3 separate regions of the Mus musculus genome follow, and all the other regions are linked to region 3. The links are chromatin contacts, called in public HiChIP or PLAC-seq maps. All regions are on one chromosome and are shown on one strand. Each heading gives the region's core, a stretch centred on a gene start, on an enhancer-like site or on the middle of the called end of the contact. The rest is flanking DNA. Distances are from core to core; before and after follow the strand shown.

Evidence for each region. HiChIP or PLAC-seq counts read pairs in DNA pulled down with a chosen protein or histone mark.
Region 1: an H3K4me3 HiChIP or PLAC-seq map of craniofacial prominence shows a contact between it and region 3, with 4 times the contacts expected there. The contact joins the enhancer-like site here to the promoter of 6330420H09Rik in region 3. A contact is called at or near these places in 7 of 484 Hi-C or Micro-C datasets (embryonic stem cells, nephron progenitors and palatal mesenchyme), 1 of 115 datasets of contacts at active chromatin or transcription factors (craniofacial prominence) and 1 of 9 other capture datasets (embryonic stem cells).
Region 2: an H3K27ac HiChIP or PLAC-seq map of embryonic stem cells shows a contact between it and region 3, with 3 times the contacts expected there. The contact joins the enhancer-like site here to the promoter of 6330420H09Rik in region 3. A contact is called at or near these places in 9 of 484 Hi-C or Micro-C datasets (embryonic limb bud, granulosa cells, liver and 4 more) and 5 of 115 datasets of contacts at active chromatin or transcription factors (craniofacial prominence, embryonic basal ganglia, embryonic hindbrain and 2 more).

What each region holds. Positions count from the first base shown.
Region 1 is chr7:136,001,416-136,004,115 of GRCm38.p6, forward strand. No RefSeq gene overlaps it. Among named protein-coding and RNA genes, the nearest start is that of Gm51502, 45 kb to the right of the region's middle. Within about 2 kb of position 1,251, at least 12 of the 459 cell types and tissues checked have an H3K27ac peak or open chromatin away from gene starts, as enhancers often do. A contact at or near this core is called in craniofacial prominence, where this site is marked.
Region 2 is chr7:136,032,366-136,035,065 of GRCm38.p6, forward strand. No RefSeq gene overlaps it. Among named protein-coding and RNA genes, the nearest start is that of Gm51502, 14 kb to the right of the region's middle. Within about 2 kb of position 1,401, at least 6 of the 459 cell types and tissues checked have an H3K27ac peak or open chromatin away from gene starts, as enhancers often do. A contact at or near this core is called in embryonic stem cells, where this site is marked.
Region 3 is chr7:135,852,732-135,855,431 of GRCm38.p6, forward strand. It overlaps 6330420H09Rik (RIKEN cDNA 6330420H09 gene), which reads left to right and starts at 1,388. Exons shown (of 2, transcript NR_166518.1): 1 at 1,388-1,459; 2 at 2,173-2,700.

The DNA of each region.
Region 1 (2,700 bases), core at 1-2,500, 150 kb after region 3:
GATGCACATGAAGAGCATGAGGCTGAGTGGCTGTGTTGTCTTGGAACTGGAATTAGGATACTAGCAAGGCCTAGTTTCCTGTTCTGCTATGATATTTCTGGAGAAAAAATGCCCAGGGCTCTTTTCCACCATATAATTTTCATTTCTGTTTGGCTTTCCCATCCCATAAAGAAAGAGCTTAGAATAATAAAGGTAACCTGTGTGTTTAAAATCCCAAATCCTTCATCTGAGTTCTCTAACTTGTCTAGATACTTGAATGAGAAGGATGGAGGCCAGGAGCCTGGCTGGGAGTGGCTGGGTCTCCTGTCACACAGTCTCCACCCCACATAATTAACCAGGTACTAGCAAACATCCCAGATGTCTTCCTTTTTGGCCTGTTGCCTGCCAACCCTATCTCTCCAAAGAGGTCTCTTAGACCAGCACAGTCTGAGGAGAAAAGGAAGAAGACATTGGCAACTCCCATGGGGCTGTTGCTCACTTCCTTTATATCTCACCAGGGCTGTTTGGTCAGCTCATCCTTCTTGGAAGATGGGGCTTTCTAGTATAAATTGAAGCTTGCTTTGACTGTTCCCAAGTAACTCTACTCTAGAGTACAGAGGGCTGAAGACCTCTGCCCTGTGTTCTGTCCCCACTGTACTCACTTGTTGACACAGCAGTGGGCTGAAGAAACAGGACTTCAGAGGGCTCTGGCCACACATAGTCAGCTTCCTGCCGAAGCCCTCCGTGATTGGTATAATTCTCCCGGGTGTTCCTGTATGTGGTGGATGCTAAGCCCTGTCTTCCCACTCACTCTAGCATCCCAGCGGGTCCCAGGCACCTTCCAGCCCACGGCTACATGTGTGGGGATGAATGTCCTTGGTGTTGAGGGTGCAGTGTGGTGTGAAAGGCCAGCATTAATCGCCAAATTAGAGTCCAGCAAACCTGGGCAGGTGAGAGGAAGTCTCGGAGCTTGATCAAAAACAGATTTCAGTTTCAGCTCTAAATAATGGGCTGCAGGGAGGCACGTCTGTAAATTATACAGGAAGCCTTCTTCAACAACTGATTCACCCTGACAGTTTTACTGGAGTGTATGAAAATGAGCATTAAAGATGTGATCTGTAGGCTTCCTTCCAGGAATTCCAATCTGGTTTCAATAAAATGGGAACACTGATTGGAAGTGAAGCTGCCTTCCGGTTTTGCCTTTGGCTATTTCGTGCTCACTCGTGAAACGACTGAATTCCACAACTACTTTTAATATTCACTTTTGAGTTCATCTCCCGCACTGGGCACATTGGAATGATTAAAATAGCCCTGCTCCCCACACCGGGTGCACTCTAATTTACAACAGTCCAGGTGCCGAAGACAAATGAGTCCTCCTGCTAAGTCCATTCTCCCTTTGCATGAAGTTGCTTTGCAGCACATCGAGGGCAGAATATTAATAGTAAAAAAAATTAAATAATATAATGCTGCTTGAGTAGATGCCTGGGGGAAAAGATTAAAGTTTGGTGCGAGGCAGAACTTGTGTGTTATGTGTTACTGCTCTGGTTGCGTCTCTCTCCCGCCTTTTCTGTTTCAATGTTGTGCTCGAGACTGCAGCAGTAACTGGGCAGGGACCTGAACTCCCCAAGGCTGCCTTCCTCTTGGTCAGCTGTGTGCTTGGAACTGGCCTTTCCCAGCAAGGGGTGAGACTGTATGGAGCCACCTGCAGCTGGTCTTCCCTACCACAGGCTCTGTTCTTAAGAGAACGTAAGAGAATTGAGGAGTGTGAAGACAGAAGGTAACCGACCAGTTCTTCTGGCATAATCCCATCAAAGCCCACTCATATTCTCTGCTAGCCATTGGGCTCATGGATCACAGGTCCCTCTTCATCCAGCTTCCTTAAGCTCTATTTGTGAGGAAAGGTGAAGGAGCAGCTTGTCTAGGTAGAGGGCAGAAGGAATGAATTGTTTTGCTTCCATTTTTTTTTTCACCAGAATACTTCCAGCTGGGAGAGGCCAAGAGGAAAAACCAGTGCTGGTATGTCTCACACTACCTCCCCATTCATTTATTCCTCCAAAGCAGCTATTATGGGATTTTTGAGTGGGCAAAAATTGGACCCAAACCCTTGGGGTGCTGGGCACCACTGGGAACCATGAATTCATTTAAAAATGTTTTTGTGGAGTTGCAAATGTTGGACTGTTTTATATGCAAAAATTCACATTTAATTTCCCCCGATCTTTTAAAAATCACAAAACCAGTCTTCATGCATTTAATTTAGTACGGAGCTTCATTGTATGTTTTTATTTCCATTTAAGGATGACTCTAAGCCATTTTGGTTTAGGATGCCTAAAGGCTTGGATGCAGTTGAGCCTGCTGAGAATGTTCAAGGTAAATTCTATTTCTTAAGGTGATGGACAAAGGATGCTAAATTAAAGACATTTTTCTTTCCCTTGCTTACCAGTTGCCAATTCTTTAAAAAAAATAATTCATTGACTAATGAATTAGTTAGAGAGGGTATTTTGTAGCCCAGGCTGGCCTCAAACTATGTGTTTGAAGATGGCCTTGAGCTTCTAATCCCCCTGTCTCCACCTCTTGAGTACTAGGATTACAGTTATGCACCACTATGCCTGGTTTATGAAGTTCTGGGCAAGCACTGTATCAGGTGAGCTACATCCCGGAATTCTTGAGCTACGTATGAGAGAATAAGTTCCCTGTTATAGAAAGTCACCAATATGGTAGCTA
Region 2 (2,700 bases), core at 151-2,650, 180 kb after region 3:
CACGAGTTCAAGGTCAGACTGAGCTACAACGAGATTTTGTCTCAAAAGACCAAAACTAACCACAAACTGAAGATGGGGCAGCTACAGTCAAGCATGCAGAGTGGAGGTAACTTCAGGACCATGGATGTCAGTTATGGGCCAAGAGGAGGGGTGTTCTCTTGATGAGGACTGGGCCCTTAGCTTGGCAGGATTGGTCTGAAAGGACAGTTGCATCCATGACACTCCCTAGAAGCTGGAAAGAAGACCTGTCCAGCTGCCTCTTATCAAATGCAGACCCTTTAGAGTGGAATCCTACTAAAGATGGACCCTTTAGCTTTTCTTTTCATAGATAAAGAAAGGGATAAGAATATTTCTTACTTCACAGAGTTGAACTCCAAGTGCCCTTCAAGTGTGTGGGCCACATAGTCTGTGCTGATCTTGGGAAGAAAGGCATCTGAAACACTTCCAGCATCGTTTCTGAGGGGATGAGGGTTCCTGTCTACTCTGACCCATTGTTTTCTTTCAGCATCTCTGATTCATGGATCCCATGCTAACTAGAGACTTGGTGGATGTACTCATTGAAGATGAAGTCTTTAAGTCAAAACTGGAAGACATGATATGGTTATAAAGCACTGGACTTCACTTCATCCCAAGAGTTCTAGATCAGCTTCCGAAGTTTGAGAACGCCAGGCCTTCTTTTATTTGTGACCACCTTCCCTTCCCAATTGTTTGGCCCATGGGGATTTAGCCCCAGCTCCAGATGCAGAAACAGGACTGCTTTTGAAATGGAGTATCTAGCTCTATGGCCGTGTAACAACTGAAGCTTCATTGTCAACCCTTGATTACATATATCCCTACTGGCCTCTAAAGATATGACTTGGCTGTGGTCTGAAACTCATTTTAGAATGACATCCTTCATGGAGTTGTACTGTGTAGTGAGGCCTTGAAGAAGGATAAATGTCATCCAAGAACCCAGATCCATTCTAACAGCAACGAGTTTGCCCTCCAAAGAGCTTACTGTTCTAAAGAAGCTGAGCTCCTCTGCTTCCTCCTCGTTTTTCACACGGGCCCACTGTACTATCGATGTGGAAAGACACTCTGACCAAGGTAAAGAAAGCATTTAACTAGGGGCTTGCTTACAGGCTCAGATGTTTAGTCCATTATCATCCTGGCAAAGGCATGGCACGAACAAGTTGTCAATCATGGCACTAGGGCAGCCACTGAGAATTACATCCTGATCTGCAGGCAGAGAGAAAGAAGACCCTGGGCCTACTGTGGGATTTTTTTGAAACCTCAAAGTCCACCCCAGTGAAATGCTCCCTCCAACAAGGCCACACCTCCCAATCCTCAAACCACTCCCTGATGAGTAAGCATTCAAATAGGAGAAGCAATAGGATAATTCTTATTCAAACAACTATGCCCACCTACTTCTTCTGTACCTTTGTGCTGTGACCTGAGCAGTTGAGGCTCTCTGCAGAAGCTATGCAGCCGGACCACACCCCACATTGAGCTCTGGAACTATGAGCTGAATGAACGACGTTTCTTTAAAAAAAAATCTAATCTCAAATATTCCGAATGAACAACGGAGAACGATCCCACATGCTGGACAGAAGGGAGGCTGTATGTCTATAGACACCCCCTTTAGAGCAGAAAGACTTTTAAGTGAAGAAAAACCCCAATTCTCTGAACTGGCCCAGAGGCTAAAAGCCCTTTCCCTTTTCTCTCAGCTCCAGTCCTAACTTAGATAACAGGGAGTCTCAACTAGTGGCTGCTGTCTGATACCCCAGATTTGTAATTATATACACATATTCCTTTGCTTTCTGCTCCTTGTTGTGTTCTTAGCTTAGTATGATACCCCAACCTAAGCTTCACGAAATTCATAGGAAGGTTCTACTGGGATCACCTTCTGTTCCTTAGCTATTTCCATCAGATTGGAATGTTCTATCCTGAAGTGGGACTCCCAATACTCAGGAAGTAAACAAAACAAGGCTCTAGAACCTTCCAAAATTTGCAAGACTGATAAGGCCCCTCCCAAGGGCTTATGCAAACAGCAACTGGCCCATCTGACTGCAAGTTGAACAGGAAGCACCAGGAAAGCAGCTTTCTTGAGTTGCCACTCAGGTGGACTTCTCTATGACATCATCTGCCCAGAAGTGACAAGGGCTAGACCCATCACTTCCTCAAATTTGAATCTGACTGACTTCTCTATTATTTTATTATATTTCTCACGTCTTTAGATTTTGGATTTTAGATGGTAGTGGCCTAACAGATAACATAAGGAATGAAAATAACTGTGTTTTTTATTTTTAAAAAAATTACCAGGATCAGGCTGTGGTGGCACACATCTCTAATCACAGTACCCCAAACTGGTCTACATCCGAGTTCCAGGACAGCCAGAACTATGTTGAGAGACCCCATCACAACAGAACAAAACAAAACCTCCCCAAACCCCAAATAAACAAACAAGCGAACAACAACAAAAGCTCCCAAGAGATTAGAATTTGTTAGCACTCAAAAACTTCACTAGAGGTGTCCAGAGAGGCCCAATAGCTTCATATCCCTTCCTCTGAACTTTGCCAGCCATGTAAAATGTGTATTTGCAAATATTAGGAAAGTGGCAGATTGTCATGTTTTGTGAGCCACTGTCCCAGTTAATTGAGACAACTAAAGACCACGTAGGGAGAAGCTGAGGGTGTCACCCAAGAAATCAGACTCCCCAGG
Region 3 (2,700 bases), core at 138-2,637:
GTTTAGTCACTGCCACCCGTTCTAGCCTCCATGAAGACACCAAGGTCATGGGCCAGGTCTCCTCTGGGCTGGCTGAAGACCACAGGGGACAGAGACGAGCCACATTAATGAATGCCCATTACACACTGCTCAGGGGAGTTTGGGTATCAGAACAGGTTATTAACCAATTTCTGAGCTATGAGACTTCATTTTTGGTGTTAAGACAGAAAATACAAAATATTGCCCAACTGCAACAGGCTTGCACATGCAGTTAAAATGATAACTTCTAAGAGATATAAAGGTTTTGCACACAGAGTTTGTACCTGGGATCCATTTGAGCAAATATAGGTAAGGACATTCTTAAGAGGAAGGTTTGCTCTGCCTTGCCAGTTTCAGCATCTTTTGGAATGGGGCTTTCAAATTGAGTCAGTATAGACCTGGCCTCTGGCCACGCGGGTGGAATTGTGGGAAATAAGATCCCTGGAGAAAGGCCTGTCTGAGTTCATTTCTGGACACTACAACCAAGGTCTTTAGAATAGCAAGGGGGTCTTTCACAGTTAAGGGGAGACTCCCTCTTGCACAGGCCTGGGCCTCCACAAGGGAGCATGGTTACTCTCTCTCATGTGGGGTTTCAAGCAGGAACCATGCCCCACACCTCAAAGGCTGGACCAGCATGTGGACCCTAGGTGTCACAGGCATTGGGAATTCATGATGGCTGTATTTTTGAAGCAAGTTGCATCCGAGAGTCCTATGATCAGCAAACTGTCCTTGCCCCTCCCTCTTCAAGTAGACCCCAGCAGGGACAGCCCCGGGTCCTGCTAGCTTGCACCAAACTATGCCTGCCTCTGTGATCACCACCCGGGCTGCCAGGGCGCCTTTCCATCGGTTAATTAGAAGCCAAGTCGGTGGAGCCCCCCGCCCGCCGCCGCCCGCTCTGCCCGCCAGGGGCGCCCTCCCCGCTGCCCGCCGGCCCTTTGATCGCCCGCGGCCCGAGGCCCGCAGCTCGCAGCCCACACTGTGGCGGGCAGGTGGCGGCAGCGGGGCGCGGCGAGCTCAGGCGCACCGGTCCCCGGGCCGCGGCGCGCTCCCCGCCACGCCACACATCAAGGCCCGGCCGGCCGGCGGGCGCCTTCATTAGCAGCCTGAAATTATAATATTATGTTAAAGAACAAAGCTGCTCCCCAGAAAAATATGTGCTGCATATCTGACAAAGATAAATTGGATTATTCAAAATATTCTTGATGAAATGTTACATTTTGCAACTAATTATCAATCTGTTTTATCTGTAGACCAGCTGGGCATTTTTGTGCATGCAAGACCGGCCTCCGCAATGATCTTAAGATGTCACTGCGGCGTTTACATCTTTTATTTCAAGGTTTAAATAACTGGGAAGTAGCTAATGTAATTCACTGCTGAGAAGAAAGGCAAGCTTCTTGATTCCTTTCCAAAGCCATCTCTTCCTAATGAACTTCTTTGGACTGTGAGTAATGAGGCTTTATTCAAATAATGTTTAAGGAAGGCTCTGTCAGTGTAATCTTGGGGAAAAAAAGGAGGGGGGCAATGTTTAATACATTTAAAACATCTCTATTCATAGCGTATTAGCCCCCACCAGCCCACAACAGCACTTACCGGTGAAGACACTTGCTCTTGCCCGTGGGAGCTTCAACTTGCAGGCAGGTTTGCCCTCTTCTGCTGCACAAAGTGAAGACCACAGCCAGATCTTCTAGTACCGAGGGGCCTGAGAAACAGATGCGGCATTCTACATTTGTCCCTCCACCCCTAATTTTTTTCTATCTGGTTTTATCTTGGGGATTGTGCCGATATAGTTTAATTGAGTTGTGGGCATTCCCCCCGCCCCCCTCTGGTTTGAGACGGCAGTTGATTCTAGGTTGTTCACGTTTTCCTTGGATATTGGTAGCTAGAAAAGGCACTTGGTCTGCTTGTATGGGGACCGCAGTCACTCCCTACCTTCCAGGTAGCAAATGTATTTTGAGTGACCTTGTGTGACTGTGGACTCGCTCTCTCGCACAGATGTACTTTCTGACCCACCTGGCCTTTCAGTTGTAACTCAGAGACTAACGGAATCTTCCTGATTGGTGCTTTAGACTTTGGGTGTTTTTGTTTTTTGTTTTTTTGTTTGTTTGCTTGTTTTTTGTTTTCCGGGTTTTTGTATGTTTTGTTTTGTTTTTTCAGCTTTCTTTTGGCCAAGCTCCACGGAGAAGGCAAGGCTTCCCACTGTATGGATGAGGAACCGGAAGCCAAAGAAAGGGGATGCTGGGCTGTGCTCAGTGATACCCCGAGGATACCCAAGGGGCCTCAAAGGAGACACAGCCGGCACTGACACATGTTCTGAGCGCCCCACTTAGCAAAGGATGAAAGATGGAGTTGTAACCGCTGGGAGAAACATGTGGGGGACCTGTCACTGTGTGGATTTCCCTTCTCAGCTGAAAGGTCTTCAAAGTGCCTGTGAGGAGCATGCCAAGGAAAATCAACAGCCATTCTCCCACCGAAATGACAGAGCAGGCATCCTTCTTGCTCTCCTAATTGATATCATTGTGACTGCTTTTCCATAAAATTATCCCCAGACAGGTTCTCAGAGCTGTCACCAAGCCATTTGAAATTTTGCATGAAGCACGTCTCTGTATGTGTTGCCTCTCTGCATGACTTCTTTCTTTTCCTTCTTTGGGCCTGGCTTTTACAAAATGTCTTTTGTACTCTTCA